Linked DNA regions of Anser cygnoides: region 2 is linked to region 1. The links are chromatin contacts, called in public Hi-C maps. All regions are on one chromosome and are shown on one strand. Each heading gives the region's core, a stretch centred on a gene start, on an enhancer-like site or on the middle of the called end of the contact. The rest is flanking DNA. Distances are from core to core; before and after follow the strand shown. Region 1 overlaps MTSS1 (MTSS I-BAR domain containing 1). Region 2 holds the start of MTSS1 (MTSS I-BAR domain containing 1).

Region 1 (6,920 bases), core at 3,191-5,690:
TCTAAACCCAAAAATTTAGACTTTGCTCTGTCTTTCTGAGTGTGCATTTATCGAGTGCGTGGCCAAAATTGCAGAGTTCTGGCCTCTCTGTTTGGAGATGACCGTCCTCATTTCACTTTCTGTAACAGGTGGAGTATTTCCACCCCCCCTTTTGTTCTTCTTTTAAAGCAAGTTCAGTGTTGTGTATCAAATTCCTTCATACTGTGGGCTTAAGCAGCCAGCTGGTGTCAGATCCGTGCGGTGATACTCTCCCTTGTTTTTGTGAAAACTCATTATATCAGCGTAAGGTTGATGAAGCTGAAGTTGGAAATAAGCAGGATGCTGCCAAAAAATAAAAGGGCATATCAGCGAGGACAAAACTAACTGTTTGGGAATTGACATGATGAACAGCACAACAACTGTCTTTAGATACAGCACTGGGCAAAACGAGGTTGGGGGGAATCTGGGTGATTGCAAACACCAGGGCCTTGGACTCGTGTCCTTTCATCATCCGCTATTCAGTGAAAGTGATGGGCAGGTTCTCCGTGTTTCTGCTGATTTGTCTCCTCAGTTTTTGAAGGGTGAGTCTGGAAAGACTGTGTAGTCTCCAGTCTTCCACCAGGCTGTGTCGAAATGAGTTTGGATAAATGCATTCGTGAATAAATCATGGGGGATGAAGTTGAGTCAGGAATATTTCAGTCCATATAGGAGACAATTTTTAAATGGCCTTTGGAACACACAGGGCAGCCACCTGGAGAAAGCACCAGAAGGTTTTGCTGCCTTTTGAAGCCCCCTTACATACCAGTTAATGTAGATATGGCTAGCACTGGGCGAGGGCAGGAGCCTGCCCCGTCAGGAGGGCATCCATCCCTGACGGGGACGGTAAGGCACTGTGCTTGCTTCCATGTGCCCTGGGCCTTCTGACAGGTTGGTGTCACCGTATCTCTGCATCTCTAGGTGAGACTTTACAGCCTTTCTCTAAATCTTCTTGAACTGATAATTTCTTAAGGAAGCGTTACACGATTTTGGCCTCCCTGCGTCCTTCCGTGATCCTCCCCTCCGTTCACCAAGTCGTGCTCTGCTGGAAGAAGTGACAGCAGTGTAAAAATAGCACTGCCTTGTTCTGCAGATCTGCTTGCTGTGGGGTTTCAGTTAGATCTGCTGACTTGGATTTAAAAATACTTTTTTTTTCTTCTGCTTTTTGCACCTGCTTGTCCCGGTCGCGCTTCATTTTGTGTTTTGGAGGCAGCAGCCATTTGGCCGTAGCTGAAATAAATCCTGGCTGGGCTGCCGTCGGCAGCACAGGTGGTTGGGAGACCTGAGCGAAGGAGCTTTTGACTTCTGGAGCCAGAGGTGTTTGCCGGGCTGACAGCTCAACTCAAAGGGAAGAAAGACGTCGGCTCCTCGTGGTCTCGGTGGAGGCTGCAGGTTCAGCAGCACAGCGCGCGTGATGTGAGCGCGCGGTGGAATTGCGCTTGGTGTTCCAGCCCATTTGCTGTAAGTGTATTATCCCTTCCCCTCATTGAATGTTGCTGCAGTCTAATCAGATTACATTGCAGTTCATAGCTTCGCCCAGACGAAATAAAGAGCTGTACTTCAGAAAAACACAGGGATTTTGAATTACTGCCTTCTTCACACGTCGCGCTGACATTAAATGTTCATTTAGAGTCGGATTCATGAAGGTACTGAGATCAATGGGTCTGGCTGTCTAAAAGGTTTGAACTGAGCCTTCATCTTCTGGCCATCTGGAGCACACAGTGAGCATCTTCTGGGTGCAGCGAGCCGAGCATCCCTGCCTCTTTTCCTCAGACCCAGCCCAGCCTGTGCCTCGGGTCCGGCTGCTGCCAGCAAGATGAGAACGAAACGGCACACGGGCTTGGCCTCGTGTTCTTCAGCAGCTTCAGGAATCCCCTTTTCATTATAAAGAGGCCTTTTTATTAGCACACACGGTTTTTTGGAGAGAGTTTGAGGTTGATGACTCACGTTGCCTGCCTCCCTGAAGCCGTTAGTGGGTGTAGCGTTTGGCATAACGCAGTTGGGTCTGCTCAGGGTAAGGCTGTCAGATGTACGTAGCTGTTCACAGGGTGACTTCAGAAATGAGATTGGCTGTACGTTAGAAAAGTAACGGGGAAAAGGTATGGACAATAATATCGGCCACAGCTTTGTTGGGAATACAGATGTTGACTAGACCCTCTAGTTTTCAATGTGGAAATTATTTGTATTCCAAAAAATAAATGTAAATAATAGTCCTTGGAAAACACAAGTGTGGTATTTGCTCTTCTAAGCAAATCTGTTTCTAATGATGCTGTATTTTTGTGGCATTAAAACCTGGCAGTGGAACTTTGCATTCAGAAAAACTAGCAACAAGCACCTGCAAGGAGAGAGGGATTTCCTGAAAGAAATCTCCAGATTTAGTAACAGAGGAGCCCTTCTGCATGGACCGTTCCTGCTCTCCAGTACGATGTCACAGTTCAGTGATGCATCTTGTATCTTGGAAGTTGGTGAATTGGTGACAGGCTCACTAATTTCTCCAAATTCAGATCGCTACATCCTGCAATAACTTGATGTAAAGCTCCCCAAAGCATTTCCAGCCTCTTGCATGTGTGGTAAGCCCTTTTTAAAAGCGGAGGGCAACACGTGAGCTTCTCTGCGTGCCTTGAAGGCTGACTGAACCCAAATTGCCCAAAGATGATAGCAGGGCTGGTCTGTGACCGTATTTAATGTGCCCGGGGGGCTGAGAAGAGCCTGTGCAGTGAACTCTGTGTGCACGGGTGCAGTGCTGGCCCTGCTTGTGTAATGGCAGCCCTCGCGTTAACTCCCATGGGGCTGGGCTTTGCCCTGTGTGCCCTGCTGGGAGAACAGCTGGGGCAGGCAGAAATGCTGCTGAGCAGAGGAATGAGCTAGACCAGAAGAAGCCATAAGAGCTTTTGTGCACATCCTTTAGTGTACTGACGGGAACGTGGTCAGGGGCTGTTCTCAGGACTTCCTAAAACTGGTGGTTGCCAGGGCAGGCTGTGTGCTAGGGATATTCCTTTTGCCTTCTGTGCTGCCTCAAGCTGCTTCTTCCTCCGTTAAAATCAATGCAAATGCAATTTCAGATCCTGCTAGTCTCACCTGTGAACAAATGCTAGTGTCTCTTCAAAAGAGAAAAACTACCTCATAGATTTTCTTCTCAGGATCATCTGGTCTACGTGGACTCCTAGCTAACGTGACAAGTTCATATCAGGCTTCTATAAATAGGTTTTCCAAGTGGCATACCCAAAAGAGCACTCTGCAGAAGCCTGCAAAACACTGCAAGCAGTCTTTTCCTTGCAGTGACAATGACAGAGCTGCGGTACATGACAATGGTCTGCCACAGCTTTTCACTTTTATTAAATTCAGTTACTCCTAAAAAAAAAATCGAGGTGACTTTGACCTTGACTCTACATTTGTAGATCCAGTCTTCTCTGAAATATGTCTGAATTGAAGCTTTTTTTTGAAATACTTCAGGAAATGATTTTTTTTTTAAGCTGGTTTTGAGCAGCAACCTTCAAGACTTTGCCAAGTGCTGCTCAGAAAGGCTTTTAGTTGTAGGAATAAAGGTGTCCTGTTTTCTTTTCCTGCATGGCAGATGCTGAACAGCATCACTCTGTTGTCTGCAGTTCTTGGTCCGTTTTTCCAACTTAAAAGCCTTACCTGGAAGCCACTGGCTCACTGAAACATGAAGTGCTACCGTAGCTCCCATTTTAGGTTTCTGTCCCGGTGACGCTGCTTACAACCCCTGTGCTGATCACTTTTAGGCAAAAGCCCTCCTTTTTTTCCCTGTCTGCTGTGACACCCTGGCACCGATCCCGTCATCCTTGGGTTTCATCGAGGCATCTGCATAAACAGTTGTGCAAGATCAAGGTCCATGCCCTCTGTAATCAGTGATGGAAACTGCTTGCTCTTCTAACAGCGTGAGTTTGTATAAGGGTTGAGTAATGACCATTAGCCTGAATGTCCTACTGTTAGTCTTCCTGTCATAGCCTCTGTGCTTGGAGGTGTATTTAATAATCTCGCCTCTGTTCAGCTCCTGCTTTAATCTTAATGGAAGCCTCTTCCGATAACTTTGAAATGGCAAAAGTATTACACCCGTTTTTCATCATCCTCTCCTTTTTGGAGGAGAGGGAAATGGCTGGCACATTTGGACTGTGCCCTGGAAGATAAAGATGAGCTGGTTAATAAGTTGGAGCCTTAAAGGCGCTTCCTGAAAGGCAGTCATCTTGTGAGCCTGCTGGGGTTGCTCAACAGTGAAGCAAGAGGAGGAAGATAAGAGGTCGATTGTAGGGAGTTGTTTGGCGTACACAGAGGCTGTGCAGTCGTACAGCTGCACATTTCATCAAATAGTCATTTCCTTGGTCTATGATCATTATTAAGTACAAACATAATGATTCTAATAAAACAATTGAGTCTCTTCGCTACAGTCTCTCCCTGTTGTCTCTCTGCAACGTTGAATGACAAGCACGCGTCAAAGAAAATCATTTATGCCTTTATAGTGGCCTCATTGTAGTGCCATGGTCCACAGGCTTTCGTTTAATTATCTTACATGAAGACGGTTTTTGGTCTTTCACAGGCTTAGGCAGGAGTAGGAAAAACAGGGAAAGTGAGAGCAAAAGCATGTTTGCCTTGCAGAGCTGCCTTTTACTTATGAGAAACGTCTGATGTTATCACCCACTTTCTGATCAAATTTGGCAGGAGCGTTTTGTTAAGTCACTTTCTCTGAGTGGGAAACCTGATGAATACGGCTCTGGTCTCCAGTTTCAAAGTATTACTTTACACCGTTCCCAAGCATTGTTTGCCTTAATGGATGAGTTATTGTAGATGTCAGAGAAGCAGATAATTCATAGCCTCATTTTATAAACGGAGAGCCCAAAGCACAGTAATTTAACTTGAATAGCTGCAGGGCAGTGAATAGAGCCCAGGTCACCCACCCATAATACTTCTGATTTGATGAAAAGTCTGCTAATCTGGCCTCTGTGTTTATCTTCAGGAAATTGTAACTACTGGAAAACGTCATGAATTTTTGCCAGGGACCTGCCTGTAAGCAGCGTGGAGACGGGCTGTACTTTTAGCCCACTCCTGATGCAGTGCTGTTCCAGGTGCTCTGTTGGCCACCGGGTCTGTGTTGATAGCACGAGTTATCTCTGCTTGGCTTGCTGCCTATTTCATGGCTCTATCCTTGAGTAAGTGGGCAATTGGTTGCTGCTGGACCCATTTTCTAAGATAAGCCATTAAGGAGTTTGGAGGCTGAGGCAGGTTTCTTACAGCTCTGGCAATAAACATCGTACTGGATTTTGAGAACTCTTTTGTCTTGTGCTTGAATACCAAGCTGCACATCCAATATCAGGATTCGTGCACACATTAATGCTGCTTGTAAGGTCAGTCGCTGTTTGTAGAGTGTGCGGGTTGGCAACCCTTTCATTCTGCAAGCTAACCACCACTGTAAATGCCGAGTGATAATTTATAGAAAGCATATGTTACTCGCGCTCACCAGGGCTGGCTGGCTGGAACTGGGTAAAAGCAAGTCCAAACCACCCTCCCTCATTATGTTTGGACATTTTCAAACTGCTGCAGTGGTACAAAATGGTTTCCTTCTGCCAATTATGTAGCCAGCTGATCCTGGCCCTCCGAAAACGGGAGCATTGGTGCCGTGTGGGTTGAGATAAACCCTGTGCGCTGCACGTGATCCTGCACGGGCAGCTGAACGCTTCGGAAATGGGCCCGGCACTCGTATATCATGGTGTGGCGAGAGGCCTGCAGTTCCCATTTTTTGCCTTCTCAGGAAGCATTTTAATTCTTTGCAGATAACAGGGTTGGGAACGGTGAGGTAAAGCTCTGTTTAACTGCGGTGCCGTCGGCGTGCTTCAGTACGTTGAAGCGGAGCGGTGTGTTTCAAGCGAGGGAGGTGGGCCTGCACTGCACTTCCTTCAGTCTAGGGCCTGATTTTTAACAGGGGACTGCTTGAAGCCCCCCAGAACGCAATGGTTAGTTATATCTGAGGAGGTGAGACTTTGAAAGGCTGCTGCTGCTGTTTGAGCATTCAGAAACCCTGCCAGAGGTGATCCGAAGGCTCTGGGCTGTCACAACTGTGGAGGTGCACAGGGACACCTGGACATGGTTCCTGCCTCTGCGGATCCAAAGAGCGCCTACATTGAAAAGCCCCTTGCCGAGGTTTCCATCTCCTACACTTAAATAGACTCCGGGAACATTGAACATCAGCTTTCAAATGGGAATTGGAAGCACACAGCGGCTCGATGCAGCCCCACTCCCTGGTGCTGCGGCTTTCAGGGCGCCTGCCCCCGCCGCGGCTGGCTTCACGGCGTGCCCATTAGCTGCCTGTCGCCGTGTGAGATGGCAGCAGGCTGCGAATGAGACGGCCCCGAGGAATAAAAACAAAGCTCGCTACTGTCTGCGTCGAACAGCATCGCAATTGTTGTGGCGAGAGCCTGCGTGAAAACTAAACGGTCCCATAGCAGGAGGAGCACAGAGGGTGGCTGGGAAGCCTCTACAGGGGACGTGCCTTCTCTGCGAGCCTTATTCTGAAAATTTGCGGGACTGCAGAAATCTCGTTTCCAGGATGGCCAAACACGGTTTGTTTTTTTCATAGAACCACTGAATTATTTAGGTTGGAAGGGACCTTAAAGCCCGGCTGGTTCCAACCCCCTGCCCTGGGCAGGGACACCTCCCACCAGCCCAGGCTGCCCAAAGCCCCATCCAGCCTGGCCTTGAGCACCTCCAGGGATGGGGCACCCACAGCTTCTCTGGGCAGCCTGTGCCAGGGCCTCACCACCCTCTGAGCGAAGAATTTCTTCCATATACCTAATCTAAATCTACCCTCTTCAAGTTTAAAACCATTCCCCCTTGTTCTGTCCCTCTCCGCCCGTGTTTTTTGTTCGTTAGCACACTTGATTGTAACCAATAGT
Region 2 (6,920 bases), core at 2,699-5,198, 85 kb before region 1:
CAATTTAGGCACTGGGAAGTGATCTCACCTGCTTGTATGAATACAGCATGGTGGGACTTGGTGAGCACCTCAAGGACTGAAGGAAATTACACCAGGATCTCAGCCCCTTGGAAGCTCGTGGGCTCATTTTCCTGAATCAATAAAAAGGAAAACACCGTCATCCTTCCAAATAGAAATCATTATCAGAAAGCCTCCGACAGGGACAGAATACTTGTTCCATACAAAAAATATACATTTGTTTTCCAAGTTTATTAATGTATTTTAGGAAGGCTTGAGGATGAGGGATTCTGTGGAAAAATAATGGAGTATTATACTATTAATTTGCATCAATTTCTTATAGAGATAATTCAATTAAATAGTTCAGCCTTTAGCAACCTTTTTTTTTTTAATCATATCTCTTTTTGAACTGTCAGCCACTTGAAGGAACAGCCCTTGATTCTTTCTTGATTGTATGCTAAATGAGGCAATTTTTCCTTGGGGAATAACATTAGCTAAATTAGGAACGCTGTAATTTAAAGGTGATTAAGTACCTTTTGTGATTGTTGTTCTATGACTTCAATCTGATAACACTTAAGTGCATGTGTAATCTAGTTTTCTACAGGGCTGCTCACATTTAAGCATAAGCGTGCTTAAATCTTTACAAGATCAGGGCCTAAATGAGCACCATGGTTAAACGTTCTATGGCACATTGATGGGGTATCTGTTTGTCCTGACTGCAATGAAATTTCACACTTGTGCTTGGTGCAAAAACACTCAAAATGTTTAAAAATAAATAAATAAATTGGACTTTCATTTACAGATAGAGAAAGCAAGGCACAGGAAGGTGACTGGAGATGTTCTGCTCAGAAGGCAAGTCAACTGGGAGCTGGCTGAGGACTCCTCACCTTCTGGACTTGTGCCCTGCTTCTTTCCAGCTGGACCTCGTGTCTGGGCGCTTGGTGCAGAAGGAGCAGCAGGAACCGCCAGGCAAAGTGACCGAGCCATTGCTCAACCTACCCACTTATCTCTGGAGAAATACTTTCATTGCTAACCACCAGTCTTCTTGCGGTTTCAGGGGAAGAGGCTTCTTGTCAGCAGAGCACAGAATGTCCTGAAGGACGTCAGAGCATGAGGAACTCTTGTTCTGCTGACAAATTTTAGGGTTGACATCTGCAGGGGGTGGCCAAATAAGATGCACTCAGCCATCCCACTGGCAAGAAGTGGTGTTGGTTTTTGCCCATGCAACTGGAAACTGAATATTGTACAGTGTCATTACTTCAAAATAAAATGTTTCCCTGTAACAATGGCTCCCGAACACAGAAACAGCCTTTGACCATAATGAAGTTTTGCAAATAATGCTTGCAGGAAGTGATTTGCTATAAATCAATCAAGCAGATCCCAGAAATAACATGACAGATGGTAACCCGACAGTACTGCAACATCACTGCACTACTTACTTGCACTCTAAACAACCATTTGGGCTCAGGTCTCTCAAGAAAACTGCTGCCTCTCACTCTACAGCTGGCTGAAGCCGAATCGCCATCCCGTAGAAAATTCTATCATCAAAAGTCACTTAAAGGAAGAATAAAATCAAGAGTCTGAAATTTCCTTCAGTGCAAAAGGAAAAAAGAAGTTTCAGTCATCAAGAGCTTATTTTTTTTAATTTTAAATTGTGTGCTTTTGCTTTATTTTTCAGCTGTTATGCTACAAACAATGTAAAATATGAAATTAACACAATTGTTAAGTGATATGAACTGTGAAAAAATAAGAGAATAATAACCTTTGAAATAAAAAATGCTCAAATGGAGAAGTATAATTTTTCTATTTCTGATGCTCCAGTTTGATTTTTTTTGTCCTACAAATGTACAGTTTGTCAAAACCCCGATGTTTCCATTTTTCATGATCTAGTGCTTTCTGACAGACCACTCCACCTGCACACCAGGCAAGGTATCTCCAGGCTATGGGTATGTGACGGGGCACGTGTGAGTTGTAGCAGTTCAGCAAGGTGCTCATCATACCCAGTGCTTTCAAACTTGCAAGGTAAAAACCATTCTCTTATTTTGCGTGCCCAATGCTCTTGTTACAATTTATTGAGGTTTGAAATGCTTGCTTCATTTGTCTATTGCATACCTGCTTGCTGCTTCATCACTGAATGAAGATTTGTTGCCTAGTATGGAGCAGACAGCACTGATTTATTAACTAAAGCACAAATGCACTCCTTGAAAAACAACCTCTTCTTTGCAGAAGGTTTTTTTCCTCCATCCCGTCCCACACGCACCTTGCATTCTGCAACCTGCCAGCCTTTTACCCTGGAAATCCTTGCTCCCATGAAGGTTAGATGAGGTACTATTTGTGTTTCCTTGTCTGAACAAAGGAAAGCGGTTTGAAGTTCGCCTGCTGCCTTCTGTGTGTCCCTCTGTCCCAGGGCCCTGGGCAGCCATCCGTTGCTCTGTGTGAGACGAGCGGCAGCATTGCTACCACCGCTGCGGCCATTTCGTGTGGCCAGCTTCTAGAGAGGGCCTGGTACAGAGCCAGGGCATGAACAGCCCCGTCGGAGCTGCAGGGGTGCCTCCCACCCGTGTGAAGTGGAAAGAGAAGAGGGAAAATGGCTCTGCAGGCATGGCACCTGTCCGGCGTTTTTCATCGCTGCTAAATTAACACAGGGACTGTAATCCATCCTGTGCTTGTGCCTAAGCCCTGTCTGAAATGTGAAGCAAAACGTGATGGTGCGCAGCTCTAACTCTTCTCAGGCTGGAATTAAATAGATGATAAATAATAATAACAGAGAACAAGAGATAAATAACCTTAATATCATTTTAATTGTAATACTCAGATTTCAAAATTTCCACCTCAGTTACTGGCTGCACATGTACCTGCATGTGCCTGTATAGATGGAGACAGAAAAAAAAAAAAAAAACACCTCACTTTACGATATATTTTATATTTTCCTGCCTCTCCACCTGGCTCTCATTAAACGCTGTGGTAACACAGCCTGCCCTTCCGCTGGGGTCAGCAGCAAGGGGGGCCGTAGGCCTCAGCTCCCTGAAACCGGTGGGCACGCACTTAATTTTGGTGCCATGAAGAGTCTCACAGCCCTCGGTGTGTTTGTGGTACACCTCTGATGTTATCAGATTTAGCACACACATTTTATTTATTTTTTTCACGAGGTTTGCGTGACCTCAACTTCTCAACAAGGGGCAACGGCCACAAAATGGAGCACAGGAAGCTCCGCACCAACATGCGAAAGAACTTCTTCACGGTGAGGGTGACGGAGCACTGGGACAGGCTGCCCAGGGAGGTTGTGGGGTCTCCTTCTCTGGAGATATTCAAGGCCCGTCTGGACGCCTACCTGGGCAGCCTGCTCTAGGGAACCTGCTCTGGCAGGGGGGTTGGACCCGATGATCTCTCGAGGTCCCTTCCAGCCCCCTCGATTCTGTGATTCTGCGATTCTGTGATTCCATATGTGTGTGTGTATGAATGGAGAATTTTAACCTCCATGTTTTGCAAAGTTGAGGATTCGACACAGAGAATTTGAAAAGTAAAATTATTTTTAAAAGGCTATGTTTCATGCAGTCTGCACTAACACTCCTAAACAGCGTTGTGTTTGTGGGGCAGGATGAGCAAACAACAGGCCTGTGCTCAAAGCTGCTGGTGCTTGCACTAGGCCAGGGCTGTATTTCCAGCTGCTTGTATTTCTGCTGACCCATTCCACCTGCCATTTTCTAAACAGGTGGGCAGCGCTTTCAACATTTTTTCCCCCCAAACACCCCAAGTTTGGAAAAACTACAACAGATAGCAGAGGGAAAACCCTTCCCTCCTCTGAGCCAGAGCTTGGCGGCGGCGGGACGCGAACCCGCGACCTTCCGAGCCCGGGGGAGGCGCGGGGCCGAGCGGGCGGGGCGGGGACGGGCTGGGAGAGGACGAGGAGGAGGAGAAAGAAAAAAAAAAAAAAAAAAGGAGGAGGAGAAAAAAAAGGAGGAGGAGGAGGGAGCGGTGGGCTTGCTCCCGTAGCAGCCAGGCAGCGGCTCTGCTGCAGCCTGCTCCCTTCGTGCTGCCAGATCCCTCGCCCCGCGCCGTCTCCTCTCCCATTTTTTTCCCCCTCTCTCTCCAAATCTAATTTTTTTTTTCTCTCCCCCCTTTTTTTTTTTCTCTGCGTTTTTTCCTCCGGCCGGCGATGGATGGCGGCGCTGCCCGGCTGCGGGAGCTCGGCGCCGCCTGGGCTGGCGGCCCCCGGGTGCTGCTCGGCGGGGCTGGGAGCTGCGCTTAGGAGAGGGGCACCGCCGCTTCGGGGGGGTTTCGCCCTTTTTCCCCCTGTTTTAAATGCTTAGAGGCGTGGGCATTTAGCGCTTGAGTTTTTTTTTTTAATTTATTTCCCCCCTCTCGCCGCCCGCAGCTGCCCCCTGTATCTAGTGGGTGAGGTGGGAGAAGGGGGAGGCTCGCTGCTTTCCGCAGCCTGCTGGGGGGGGTCGCAGCGCTTCGTGCCTCCTCCCGTGTGCGCTCGGGCGAGGAAAATGGAGGCTGTGATCGAGAAGGAATGTAGCGCGCTCGGAGGGCTCTTCCAGACCATCATCAGCGACATGAAGGTGAGCGGCGGCGGGGAGGGCCGGGGGGCAGGTGCTGGGGACCCCCCCCACAGCCCGGGCACGGCGCCCAGGGAAGCTCACGGCAGCGGGGGGGGGGGGACCTGCATCGCACCCCCTGCTCTGGGGGCTTGGGGGGGGCTTTCGCAGGCCCCCCCCCCCCTCCTTGCTGGGGCGTGCAAGCTGTTAGCTTGCACCTTGGGCAGGTTTTTTCCAAGCCCATGAGATCGAAAAAACGACAATATGTATATTTTTCCCCCCATTTTTTCCTCCTCCGCCTTTTATTTTTCATTATCTTTGGGGGTGGCGGGCAGCGATGCGGAGGAGCCGCGCGGTGCCGTGGGGTGGGGTCGGGTCGGGTTTGGGGGACGCGAGGTAAAAACATCCCCGGCCCTGGGGGAGATGCTCAGAAGTTGACGTGCTCCCGGGTTAAAAATCAGCGACGGGGCGTTATTTTGGCACGGCGTGTGCTCACCGAGGGGGTACTTGGCGCTTCGTGTGCGTGCACGCCAAGGTCTCGAGTTCCCAGGTGCCTCCTCACCGCCGCCAGCCACCAGAAAGCTCTGCGCAGACCCACGCGAGCGGCTCCGAAAACACCCTTGGCATCTCCGCAGGGTTCGCTTCGGCCGAGCGGACGCCTCCCGCCCTTGGCTCGTGGGGACAAATAGCCCAAAAGCTCTCCTGCGTCGTGCCGCCCGTGCCCTCCCCGGAGCCCCGCGGCTCGCAGCGCCGGAGTACTGCAGAATACTGCAGTGTTCCCCCGGACAAGGGCAGCTTGTCTTCCTCCGGGCCCGCCCGCGAAGGACGCGGTGGCCTGGAGATGTGGAGGGCGATGGGGCGAGCGTGGCGGTTTGGGGGCAGCGGGGACCGCGTGCCTCCAACCCGGGTATTGGGGTGGGAGCAAGGGATCTGCCGCCAAGGAGCCGGGAGGGCTGCGGGAGAAGCGATGCTGGAAGGAGGACGGGAGCTGCTCCCACAGGGAGCCTGGGCGCAGGTGGACGGCTCCTGGCGTGGTTTCGGGGAGGAGATGCCGTTTGCCCGAGAAGTTATTTTTTTTGGCGGGGGGTTTCGCGCACGATTCCCTCCGAGCAGATCGTGGGAGGTGCTCGATGAGAAGCGTGGCTCGCCGAGAGCAGGCGGGTTGCGGGGAGGAGGGGGCGTGCGTGCGGGGATCTGTCAAGACAATGCTGCAGTCCTCGCGGCCGCGCTCCTCATGCTGTCAGCCCCCTTCTATTTTGAAGAACAATTCCACCTTAAAATAAACCAACAGCACCCGCCCAGGACAGGATACGATCCTAAACCCCAGGATCGTTTGCAGGGAACACGCAGGAGCTTTCCGTTCCCCACAAAGTGCAGTTTGGGGATCCAGCTCGAGGGTGTTCGTTCCTGGCTTCTTTCCACAAGTGTTACGTTTGGTTTCCCTTGCTCTTAAGCACATAGACCCTTGCTGTGTTGATTTATTTATATATTTTCTTACACACTGGTGCTTGCATGGGAATGCTGCTCCTCAGAAACATGTTGACATGAGCGTATGGAGATGGGCACAGGTGTGAATTTTTTATTTTAATCCTCCATAGCAGTGGAACCTGTTTTGTGAACCGGAGATTACTGCGGGGGGGAGGTTTGGGAAAAATCACACCGGATCCTTAGCAGCGTGGTGGATGTTACGGTTAAAAAAAATGTGCTTGTTATTTAACATGAGTGGAACAAATAATTTCTTACCTGGGCTTCAATTTAGTGCAGCTGATGAGACGCACGAGGGTTCTTTGTGATTTGTGCACAAAGGATTGTGACGATTTCTCGGGGGGGAAAAAAAAAAGTAGGTAATTTTGACAGCTAACCAGAACCTTTCAGCTAATCATACCTTCGGTAGTAGAGTGAAAATTAGCAATTGAAGTGCTGCTTCACGTAGTCAGGTCTGTGTGGGCAGGCTTCTGGCAGGATCTTTGAGACTTCGTGTGGGGGTCTGCCCACACACCCCCGTGCACTATCTGTGCCTGGCTCTCGTTGCAGGCGGAGATCAAGGCCCCAAACGCCCCGCAGTGCTGAGGGATCTGCTGCAGCATTCGCCTTTTTTAACTAAATAACTTGCAGGTTCTTTTTTATCATATTGCTCTGCCTTCAGCTTAGCTGTGAAGGCAGTAGGGTTAATCGCCGATACCCTGAAATTGCTCTGAAGTTTTGCCAGTGGCTGCAGATAGGTGCTGCAGCCAAGGTGATGAGGATACGGCCCATACAGACAGATTTTAGTCTTTGTGCGCTAATAGCGGACGAGCTCAGGTGTACCCGTGGTTAACTTTGAGCTCTCCTTGATGTCAACAAGGTTACAGAAACAGGAATCGCAATCCTGAGCGATGGGAT

What was found. A called contact is a pair of places that touch in the nucleus more often than the background predicts.
Region 2: a Hi-C map of liver shows a contact between it and region 1, with 2.1 times the contacts expected there. The contact joins the promoter of MTSS1 here to the enhancer-like site in region 1. A contact is called at or near these places in 5 of 7 Hi-C or Micro-C datasets (fetal liver, granulosa cells and liver).

Annotation. Positions count from the first base shown.
Region 1 is chr2:151,944,906-151,951,825 of Taihu_goose_T2T_genome, reverse strand. All of the region lies in intron 4 of MTSS1 (MTSS I-BAR domain containing 1), which reads left to right. Among named protein-coding and RNA genes, the nearest start is that of TATDN1, 48 kb to the right of the region's middle. Within about 2 kb of position 4,440, at least 2 of the 3 cell types and tissues checked have open chromatin away from gene starts, as enhancers often do. A contact at or near this core is called in fetal liver and liver, where this site is marked.
Region 2 is chr2:152,029,631-152,036,550 of Taihu_goose_T2T_genome, reverse strand. It overlaps MTSS1 (MTSS I-BAR domain containing 1), which reads left to right and starts at 3,948. Exons shown (of 16, transcript XM_066990728.1): 1 at 3,948-4,562. The coding sequence starts at 4,491.